Regions from separate parts of the Sus scrofa genome. Here region 2 is linked to region 1. A link is a contact called in public promoter capture Hi-C data. All regions are on one chromosome and are shown on one strand. Each heading gives the region's core, a stretch centred on a gene start, on an enhancer-like site or on the middle of the called end of the contact. The rest is flanking DNA. Distances are from core to core; before and after follow the strand shown.

Evidence for each region. Promoter capture Hi-C pulls out the DNA fragments that hold promoters and counts their contacts.
Region 2: a promoter capture Hi-C map of liver shows a contact between it and region 1, with 13 times the contacts expected there. The contact joins the promoter of MINDY3 here to the promoter of RSU1 in region 1. A contact is called at or near these places in 3 of 5 promoter capture datasets (fetal liver, fetal skeletal muscle and liver), 1 of 47 Hi-C or Micro-C datasets (embryonic fibroblasts) and 2 of 2 datasets of contacts at active chromatin or transcription factors (alveolar macrophages and skeletal muscle).

Annotation. Positions count from the first base shown.
Region 1 is chr10:45,076,081-45,081,886 of Sscrofa11.1, forward strand. RSU1 (ras suppressor protein 1) reads left to right here and starts at 2,934. Exons shown (of 12, transcript XR_002336347.1): 1 at 2,934-3,179; 2 at 3,430-3,541.
Region 2 is chr10:45,977,676-45,983,481 of Sscrofa11.1, forward strand. It overlaps MINDY3 (ubiquitin carboxyl-terminal hydrolase MINDY-3), which reads left to right and starts at 2,413. Exons shown (of 14, transcript XM_005656813.3): 1 at 2,413-2,745. The coding sequence starts at 2,652.

The DNA of each region.
Region 1 (5,806 bases), core at 1,684-4,183:
TTAGAGACTAAAGCATTTTGTCTTAAAAGTTTTTCACAATTTATTTTATTTATTTTTGGCCACACCAGAGACATGGTGGAAGTTCCAGGGCCAGGGACTGAACCTGAGCCACAGTAGTGATGATGCCAGATCCTCAACCACTAGGTCACCAGAGAACTCCCTCCAAAAGGCATCTTTAAAATGAATGATTTATGTAATAATTTATGTGAATTTACCCATTGTTGTGGTTGCCCAGAGCGCCTCCTGTGGACCGGGCATCTTCCATGCTCTGTCTTTGATCGGCCCCCACTCTGGGCTTCAAGGCAGGGGTAGTACATTCTGCCAAAGGGTGATATTGAGGTACAGACTATGTGTAAACCTGGGGCACTTGGCAGTGATGCCGCAGAGGGGATTTGAGCTTGATCCTGACAGTGATGCTGCAGAGGGGATAAATACTGACTTTTCCTTGCAGGAGTGGCTACGTAATTTGCAGTGTTCCTTGTTCAAAAAATATTAAACATTTCAAGCTGGCGACAGCAGACAATAAAGCAAATGTGGGGTCCGTCTAAGCCTGGATGTGTCACTGCACACAGAGTTTGCATATCCAGGAAGCTGGCCCTGTTTCTACGGTACAAAAATCTGGAACCTAGGGACTCATTTGGCTAAGAATGGTAATGGCAAATGTGAGGAGAATGTGAGAGATTATAAAGGAGTGAAAGCAGATTTTTTTGGAAACTGGGAGTTTCTGTCGTGGTCAGGGGAAACAAATCTGACTAGGATCCATGAGGACGCAGGTTTGATCCCTGGTCTTGCTCAGTGGGTTAAGGATCCAGCATTGCCGTGAGCTGTGGTATAGGTCGCAGACGCGGCTCTGATCCCGAGTTGCTGTGGCTGTGGTGTAGGCAGGAAGCTACAGCTCTGATTTGACTCCTAGTCTTGGAACTTCCATATGCCTTGGGTGTGGCCCTAAATAGAAAAAAAGCTTTTTTTTTTTTTTTTTGAAAACTGGCAGTGAATGTAAGCATACTGAAAATTAAACAGAAAGAAACTGTAGCTCAAAATAAATTCAAGAGAATGCAGCAGAGTTGGGAGTTGACTTTCCATGGATTATCTGGATGTGAGGCTGGCAGGTGCAGTGTGAGAGGGCGGGACAGAAAGTGATGCACCTGTTCCTTGGTGCTTACCATTCCCATTTATCTTTCACCAGGGAAGGCAGCCTTGTGATTACATGCAGCATAAAACTGGGTTCTGACCTCTGAAGAAATTTAACAAACAGCCCAAAGAAAAGTAATGACGACCTAGGAGGGAAACAAATACACATTAACAACAGAAGAGGAAAGAATCCAGGTCAGCTATCTAGAAAAATCACTTGGACCTCATGCTTAAATACAAAAGGACAGCCAGGAATCACCTGACAGAGGAGGAATTACAGTAGCCTAAAATGGAAAGAATTAGACACACTAACAAAAAAGGGACAGGAGGAAACAAGTTAGCGAACAGAAGAGAGGTTTAAAAATTGTTATCCTCAGAAATATCTGAGAAGAGTGTGCATTCATGAAACAAAAGCAGGATAGCATTAAAGAAGAAGGAGGTCTTAAGAAGTATGTTTCATTAATAGACAATTTAAAAAATTTTATTAATAGAGATTTGGAAGATAAAAGAGAAAATCTCCTAGAACATTGTTTGTTTTAAAGGGCATACATGAGGAAAAAACCAAAACAGCACAGCTAGTGAAAACTGGCCCAGGAGGCTGCCATCTAAAAAGATTTCTGGAATAAATCAGATAAAATGGCAGGAAAGAAATTTTAAAGTTATAACAGATAACAATTTTCAGAGAGGAGGAGAGAAATGAAGTGTCCTCCGAAAAGGACCCAGTGAGCACTAAACAGATTAAATTAAAAACAACCTCCCATCAGAGATAGTATGGTGCAATTTCAGAAACACGGCGAATAAAAAGATCACAAATGCTTCCCAAGGGAAAACAGCAGTTCTTGCAGTGATTTAGGAGATCAGTATGTTTCTGGGCACCAACATTGAAATAAGTCAGTAGAACAATGCCACTGAGACTTAAGTGAAACTGATTTTCAACCGAATTCCATGCTAAGCAAATTATCAAAGGTGTGGGCAAGATAAGGACAATTAAAAACATGCAATTCCTTAACATTTGTGCCATCCTTTCAGAGAAATTTACTTGAGGGTAGTTACTCCAGCAAGACGCCTAGAGAAATGTGTGTTTAAACCCAGGAACCAAGTGAAAAGAAATGATAGATAACCCCTCATCTGAAAGGACAGAAGAAATCCAAGTTAGAGCAGTAAATGAGTAGGTTTTTAAAGTCTTCAAGGATTCACTGGATTCCAAACACTGGAGAATAATGAAAAGCTTAAGGATACAAGAAGACAAAACAAATCCTAGTTAAAAAAAATGAAAATTGTATAAGGAAATCATCACTTAATATAAAGCAAACTAAACTACGACATAGCCTATGAACAGAGAAGCTACGTATTTATCTGGCTACATATCCCCTTCTTGGGACCCAGCGGTCCATGATTGCGACCTGGCACCAGGGACACAGACCATAAAGTTCTTGCTTTCAGGAGCTCATAATGTAGTGGGAGATGCACCTGGGGGATATGGCCTCAGGGTAGCAACTTCCAGCAAGTGGAATCACAAAGAAGCAGCACATTGAAAGAAAATTTACTTATAGCTTCAATGGGATTCTACCTGAGCTACAACCATCCATGCACCGCCACTCCCCAGACTTCCCGGCTTCCGCCCACAGCGCTCTGGCTTCAACCTACAAACTGAGCCTGCGCCGAACTAGGGCGCACCGAATTCAGCCCAATCAGAATCTCCAACCTGAGGTGATGCCAGAGGGATGGACTCACCACGGGTGGGGCGGAGTCTCGAGGCCGAATAGCTGCCGTGATTGGTCGGCCGCGGGGCACACATTCTTTTATGGGCGGAGCCTCGCCCTAAGCCACGTCTAGTAAGCTGTTTTCCTAATTAGGGAAGGGTCCCGCGCGGGCGGGGCGTGGAGCTGAGCTCGTCCCGGTGTGCGCTTGCGCCGAGCGCCGGGACAGGGCGTGTTCCTGGTTCGGGTGCCGAATTCGCACCGACCGAGTGCATCGCTCGCCGCCGGAGTGAGCCCTGCGGAATCCTGTCATTTCCACGCCCAACCTGTTAGGTGCTGCCTTTCACAGTGAGTGTGTGTGTGTGTGGCGTTGCACTTGCGTTTACTTCTCTTTACGCGGCGGGAATGGTGCTGGACCCTTTCCACTACCCTGCCCCGCCCTCCCCATCCCCCCTCCCGGCTACCGGACCCTGCCGCCTGTTGTCCACTTGTCCGGGCTGGGGGAACCCTGGAGAGTGCCAGCCAGGAGTACCCTCTTATCTCTCCCTGCACCCTCCTGGACGTCGCCCACGTGCTTTGTTGTTGTCGTTTGGTCCAGGTCATGTCCAAGTCTCTGAAAAAGTTGGTGGAGGAGAGCAGAGAGAAGAACCAGCCGGAAGTGGACATGAGTGACCGGGGCATCTCCAACATGCTGGACGTCAACGGCTTGTGTAAGTCTCCAGAGGACTTTCGCCTCGGAGGAAAAGTTTAACAACTGCTGGTCACAGTGTGAGACGTTATAATGGTTTACATCCCACCCCCTGCTTGTATACAGCACTCGTCAAGCTCAGAAAGCTTGCAGTCAGAGTTTGTTCTGTCTCAGCTGGAAAACGGACCAGAGAGCCTGGTTAAGAATCACACAGACCGTGGCCGCTGGCCGGCATCAGTTGTCTGCTATGATTAATGGCATTTGGGTGGATTTCCCATACAGTTTACCAAATAGCTACTTGGTTTTTTTAATGGAAAATTATTTCTGAATCATTTTTCCATTCTCTTACTATAGTTTTTGGCCCTTGAACAGATGCCACAAAAAAGTTCCCTAGGAAGTATTCTTGTACTTGGAGGAAGTTAAACATTTCTTGACTCATTACCTTTTGCTGGGTTTAGTTTCTTAACAGTTCAGACTTTTGTTACCTCCTCCTGTGCTCTTGTGCTGTCTTCCTACCTTTCCCGCTTGCCTCCAGTTTTACTGCTTCTGTACTTTAGGCACTGTATCGCTTTCAGTGTTATTTCCACCTAACGTGTATCTTACTGTAACTCTCGAGGATTGCAAACTCACATGCCTTCAGGGACCAGGTGGGAATGGTCATGAATTCCAGCCTTAATAGGTGTCCTGTCTGAAGGGTTAAGCTGCTACACCTGCCACTCAGATCAAACAAATGTCACCACGTGGGGATGTTGGCCCAGTATTGTCAGGTTTTTTCTATGAAGCCAAGAATCCAGATTTTTATATGCAAATTCCTAATTTTTAGATATTGGCAACTAATTAGTGGTGAAACCAGACACTTCTTCAGGCTAGGGGTTGAATGGGAACTGCAACTGCAGGCCTACACCGCAGCCACACAGCTGAATGTGGCTGAAGTTTGGACTTTCTCCCTCGCTTGGCCATTGCTAATGGTAATGCTCCAGGTTCCTTGGGGGGACCTGTTTCTTTCTGAATCTGATTCTAACCTACCTTAGTGCCTGTTCCTTCCATGCATCTGGCACCTCTGCCACGCTGAACTGATGGTCCTTCCTGAACCAGGGCACTCTTTCAGGTCTTTGTACATTTAGAAATATTGTTTCCTCCCTTTCAACCCCCCGCCCCAGTCCTTCGGCTTAACTGTTGAGAGTCAGCTCAGATGTCACAGCCTGTGAGAAGCCTTCTGTGTCTGTATCAAGCTGATTTAGAGTCTCGCCCCCCTTAGTGAAGTTGGACGCACCTTGCTTCCTGACCCTTGTTACTCAGGATTGTGATGTGTTCTTAATCCAGAGCCCTCTCTCCCCCACCGGGAGGCTGGGGAGATGGAAGCAGTGCAGTGTTCCCATGGGCCTCCTTTGTTATAGTGCCTGGAACACGAAGGGTACTCACAACTGTTTGACAGATGAAGGAAGGAATGATGGATTAAGCCCGCAAGTTGATGAGCTCCAGACCTGGATGTGACACTGGAGGAGAAGGGGAGATGTCCAGGGGACCCTAAAAGGGGACAGTTCACTCGTGAGGCCTGGAGAGAGTAGAGTCAGTTACCATGAAGCCCTGGTTTGCACCCGGGACAGAGCTCAGGCTTCGTGCCATTGATGCATCTTGGCAAAGGGCAAGGGGATGCGAAGCCAGAGGTGATGGGTGTTTGGTCATCCCCAGGGATTAGCTGCTCTTAAGCTCAGCTTTTGTACGAGTTAGCATCTCAGCCTCCTGGGATGTGCTGGCCTCTCTCAGGGGTGACAGCTTCTTGGTGGCTGCAACAGAGCAGGTGTCTGTGGTACTGAACTGGCAGTTGCAGATCTGGGTGTGTCCTTGCACTGCCCTGCCAGGGCCCTGATGGTCCTTGGGGACATGGCTGCATCACAGGCAGAGGATGGTGAGCGGCAAGCAGGGGGCCTGGCTGGGCCGTGAGGTGGCCCCACGGCTCGCTGCTCCTCAGAACTTTTTTCTTAGAGGGTTGAAAAAAGGTTGCTTTCATCAGAGGAGCTTTCTACTCCTTAGCTTTGAAGAGGAGTCTCCCCTCTGTGGGGAGGGTGGCGGAGCTATTTCAGTCCGGTTGTATTATCTCTTTGAAGCCCTGGCTTTTACCAAAGGAGAAAAGATAGCCACTTGCTTCCTGAAAAAGCAGTTTCCGGTGTAACATGAGGAGCTGAAAAGCAGGGTCATCCTTGCATTTTCCTAAAGAAGTAACTTCAGGAAGAGCAAGAGCGATTCTTGGGGAGTTTAGTGGAAGTGAATTTGGAAATTCCACCTC
Region 2 (5,806 bases), core at 1,163-3,662, 900 kb after region 1:
ACATAATTTTCAAATCACTATAATAAGTGAGAAAGTCTTTATTGTCCTGTACCAGATATATTGCAGCAAATTTGACTGCTTGCAATTTTTATTATTTTTCTATAAATTACCAAATAAAAAATTTTTAAATGAATGTTAATTTGCCTTTCTACTGTAGCTTAAGCAAGTTCATCATTTAAATGTTATAAGTAATGAATAATTAAGCAACATAAATAATTTAATATTCCTTGTTAAAAATACATCCTGCTAATTAAAAATTTTTAAACATTGCAAATAAAGAACATAACCTAAGGGTGGAAAGAACATACATACCAATGTCTACCCAAGATTTTTCCAGCTTCATCACAGCTGGAAACTAAGAAAAATCACAGATAAAGGAATATTTCATTTTTATTTTTACTATTTTTTAAAATTTTGTATGCTTTTTAGACTCAGTCCCATGTCATACGGAAGTTCCCAGGCTAGGGGTTAAACTGGAGCTACACAGCTGCCAGCCTATGCCACAGTCACAGCAACTCAGGATCCAAGCCATGTCTGCAACGTACACCACAGTTCATGGCAATGCTGGATCCTTAACCCACTGAGCGAGGCCAGGGATCGAACACGCATCCTCATGGATACTCATTGGATTTTTTAACTGCTGAGCCACAAAGGGAACTCCCTATTTCATTTTTAAAAATACATTTTGAAACTATAGTTTTTTCTTTATATCTATCAACAGTTAATCAAATCTATAATTACTGTCTATTAATGGGAAGAAAACAATGGTGGCAAACACCTTTGAACTTACAGAGTTCTGCCACTTACAGGATCTATAAACATTGACCCATCTATGTCTTTCAGGATGTGAAATAATTAGGTATTGTAAATCACCGTGCAAATGTTAGATATTTAATTGGACCAGTCAATGGTACTGATTTCCTTACTTTCTGAAAGATAGTGAACTCTTTCTTTTTTTTTTTTTTTTTTTTGTCTTTTTGCTATTTCTTGGGCCGCTCCCATGGCATATGGAGGTTCCCAGGCTAGGGGTAGCAGCCGGCCTAAGCCAGAGCCACAGCAAAGCGGGATCGGAGCCACGTCTGCGACCTACACCACAGCTCACGGCAACGCGGGAACATTAACCCACTGAGCAAGGGCAGGGATCAAAACCGCAACCTCATGGTTCCTAGTCGGATTCGTTAACCCCTGCGCCACGACGGGAACTCCAATAGTGAATTCTTAAGTTCCATTAAAGGTAAATTTCATTCTGTCAGCTAATACTTATTGAAATCTAGCTAAGTTATGGCTCTTTAGCAGGTACTATGAATAAGATGAGACCTTGGCTTTCATAAATGTGTATCCCAGGAGAAGGATAAATAATTCTTTGTAAATAGAAGTGATGATAATTATCATAAGCAAGTTACAGATAAGGTGCTACAAAATTTCAGAAGATAAAAATTTTCCTTTATATTGTAATGACTGGGGAAAGCTCTATTACAAAATGCCATGTGTACTAGGTCTTGAAAAATGGGTAAGATTTGGTTTGAAACAGGATAAAGGATATTCCAAAGGGACTAACAATTAGAAGGAAGACTATGGATATGGTTGAAGCTCTTTGAACAATTCCTTTTAACTACAGCAAAGGCTGCTTAAGTTGAAAATAAAGTATAAATTAGCAAACCCTCGTATTTTCTACATGACAGTAATTCATCAGATTAAATGCCTTTTAGTTTTAAATTCAAAGCTCAGCCAGAATAAGTTCTCTTCTTGAGCATCATAAACCTAAGTTTTTACCCAAACGAAATGTAATTGAATGCCCGTAAATGATTAAAACCTGGTCTTTAGTTCAGGTGTTGCCCACACACCCTACAGCATTGAAACTTGTAGATGAAACTGCTCTACCTTTTACAAACAAGCAGCTTGGAATCTGTTTTCATATAAATGCCTTTGTAATTCTGCAGAGACATTTCTAAGGCATGATGCACCACAGTCTCTGGTTATGTTAACAGCTGGTTTGACTTATACGATTTATCAAGAGGCTGATAGCCTTCAATTTATCATGGTTCTCTACACAGACACGGCCGTTTTCTTGCGGAGACTCAACCATCACCTTAAAGCTGCAGTTTGGAATAATTCAGATTTCAGAATTTTAAGGTGGAGGCTCTGTTCTGAGCGAGCCCCTGGGCTTGGGCCTCGGTGCCTCCAGACAAGCTCAAAGCAGTGCAGTGAGAATGGAGTTTTCCAGGATGGTAGAAATATGCCAGCGCCCATGGGACGCGGTGCTCCTGCCAATACAAAGGCAGCCACCGGTCCAGCCGGTCGGGCACTAAGTTCAGAGAGGCCAGTAGCCTCCGCAGGTCCTCAGCGCATTCTGCCCCCACTTCCGCTTCCGGGGAGGTGACGCCCGGCCCTCCGGCTGTAGGGGCGGGAGCGAAAGCGGAGCCGGAAGCGGCCTCAGTACTTCCGGTACGGGAAACTCTGCTGCAGCTCCGACCCGGCTTGACAGGCGCTGTCCCTGCAAGTGGAGCGCTCTTCTTTCGCCTTCCTCGGGGCTAAACCTTCCAGCTCCTTTGCCGCCCGCCGTCCCGCCACTCCTGTCTCGGAATCCGCCCCTTCCCCATGTGCCGGGGCAGGAGTCCTGAAAGCCAACACCCGCTCGCCGGCACCCGATCATGTCCGAACTGACTAAAGAGCTGATGGAGCTGGTGTGGGGCACCAAGAGCAGCCCTGGACTCTCTGACACCATCTTCTGCCGCTGGACTCAAGGTACCCTGGCTGGACTCGCAGGTCCAGTCGCCGCTTCCTTTTGCCCGGCGAGAGTCGAGCCGTGAAGCCTCTCGCGCCAGCCCCCTCGCGTGCCCCGTACTCTGTCCCAATTACCTCGCTCAGCTCGGAACCTGGACTTCCTAGAAACGCCCTGCCAGCCTTGAGGGGAGAGGTTGAGTGGGAGAATGGTTCCAGCTGGGCACTAAATATCCAAAGAGCCTCTCCCACTTCCTGGGCTGCCTTTCGGGTGGACAAGAGAAGGGCTGGTTGTTGGGCTGCAGGGTGTGACCCTGAAGGTGTGCCGAGTGCCCCGGTGTCTCTCCAGAAGTGTTCTGGCCGCCTGGATCCTTACCTCCCTAACAGGGCTTCGTGTTACTGGCGTTTGGTTTTATTTTGGAGAGAGGGAAGGCCATCTCAAAGTCGACGATAGTTAACTGCGAAAAGCGATTTTGTTCGTATTTTGGTTAGGCGTGGTACTCGGTGCATAAGTAAAATGTTGCTGCTGCATAGGGTTCTCTTGACCCAAAGTATCCCTGGTTTTGAGGTGGTTTAGTATCTTGCAATTAAAAGGAAGGGGGATCATTAGAAATTCCTGCCGATTTAATTGCCCCCACAGGATTTTGAGTTATATAAGTTTTATTAATACAAATAATAGTGAAATTTAAAATACTACTTATTGAATTTCAGCGTTGTCTGAGGCTCTGCCCTGGGCACTTAATGCTCGTAATCATCCGTGACTCGTAAGTTTTAATATTAAAACACAGCAGACACATTAGTTAAGGTGACTTAAAAAAAGACTGTGGTGAGGTTAAGAGCAGAGCCTTTGGAGTCAGAAAGATGGGTAATGTATGAATGTAAAACATCACAAGGCAGTAAATAATGGGCAATTAATACTACTATTAAAATATTACAATATTTATTGAGAAAATGCCTATTTTCAAAGGATTTGGGGGAAATTTAGCATAGTAAATCTAACTTCATAATGTGTATTTATTAACGAAAATTCAGGATAAGTAATCCCTTTTTCCCTCCCAGATACTTCTAAGAGCTGATAAAATTAAAATCATAATGTATCACAGCCAATTAGGTTATTTAGTCCATTACTCTCGTTTGGAAGATGAGAAAAACAAGTTGCGACGGCTAAATGAGCAGACCAAAGTCACCCAAATGGACAGAACTGGGAGCGAATTTCACCTCTCCCAGCTCCTAAAACAAACTCTGTCTTCGTTATTTTCCTTTGTGTTTCTAAACTCCCCATGTAATTAGTTTGGCTCCTTTTACACATTTAATTGTCGCTAATATGTTCTGAAACCTTGGACATCCACATTGGCAGATTTTATTTGAAAATGTACTTTTTGTCTTATTTCTTTTAATAGTCAACAGCCCTAAAGTACACAAAGCTGTGAAAGATTGAGAAGTTTTACTTCTTGTTAATTAGTTAATAAGACAACACAGAAGAAGGAGATACTAGGCCTCATTTATTTTAATACTGTTGTGCAGATTCAGGGAGAATTCGGAGAAGCAGTTCTAATAATGACTAAGAGCAGGCTTTGGGAGAGGCATACTTGGGTTCTAGGTTCAAGCTTTTTTTTTTAAATTTATGTAAGCCTCAGTTTCCTTCTTTGGAGAGTGCAGATAATAGTAGAGCCAATCTTGCAGGGTTGTTGTGGGGATTAAAGGCAGGTAAATACTTGAGGCACTTAGCGCAATATCTGACATGGAGTCAACACTCAGAAAATGGTAGCTTAATTTAAAAAGTGTTTAGACCAAGGCAAAGATCACTCTCTGGCCATGCCCTGACAATTGCAAGAAATTGTTTATTTGATGGATAATCACTAAATAGAACTTTATAATGACATGTTAGAATGCACTAGCCACCTTTTAGTCGTAGAGAGTTTCCTTAAGAAGATTCATTCAATCAGTACCATTTCAAAATAAAAGGTTATTTATTTATTTATTTGCTCTTTCAGAGAATGCAGTTATATTGTGGCTATGTAATTCTTCAAGCTCTTAAATTGATCATGATTTTAAGGCAACCAAGTATGTATCTTTAAGTTATCACTTCTGAATCAGCGGGATGTTGTTATTTATTTGCTTCTGTTGACTTTGTATTCATTTGTTCAATCTGAGAGGCAGAAACCGTTGCTGAACACTGCTGTGGCAGTGATTTGGAGATTGTGGGAATTGGCACACAGCAGTGCTTTGCTGAGCTTTGCCTTACTGCATTTATAATGTGACATCAGCTTTGGCTTTATTTCATGGTCTATAGCTATTCTTTGAATTGACAGCTATAATCTCAGTAGTCTTTCGGCATGGAAGCGAGTTATAAGTGTAAGGTGTTTGGGGTGAATATTTATAGAACTGTGTCCAGGGGTGTTCCATTTATGAAACTGACTGGTCATGTTAAATTCCTTTGATATGTTAAACAGCTGCAGGAGTTGGGAGTTTTTCCTTCTCTCTTGTATGGGTAGTTTTAGATAATATATTAAAGCAGTAAGCTGCAGAAGTGGCACATAGTTTTTGTTTGTTTTAAATTCAGTTGGCAGTTGTAGATAATTCTCTTCTGCAAATACTTACTCTTAAAAAAAGAAGGATATTTTTTGTTTTCTGCCAGTTTATATTTTGAAGGTAATAAGTCACATAATTTAAAGATTTGAAGTTGTTTTGCTTAACTTGGAACTTTACTCCCTACTTCTGGCTCGCTTCCCTCCTGCTCAATTGCCTATAATACTTTTTCAAGAAAAGCTTGTATTTTCTCATTCCTTCTTTGTAAGCACCATTTAGCTGTCCTTCTCCCTTCTTCTCACAAACTAGATACTGTTCTAGGCTTAGACTTGGTATGGTGGGAGGGAAGACAAATAAACAATAATATAATATAAATTAAGTATATGTGATAGTTAGAAGGTAAAGAAATAGGGAGTTTTAGGGTAAAGTAACCTGGACGGGCCTAACACTTGAAATAACTGCATCATGCAGATGTGTGAAGAGTGTTCTAGGCAGATAGGATGGCCATTAGAAAAGACTTAATGCAGATTGTTTATGGCTTTTTTCAAGTAACAGG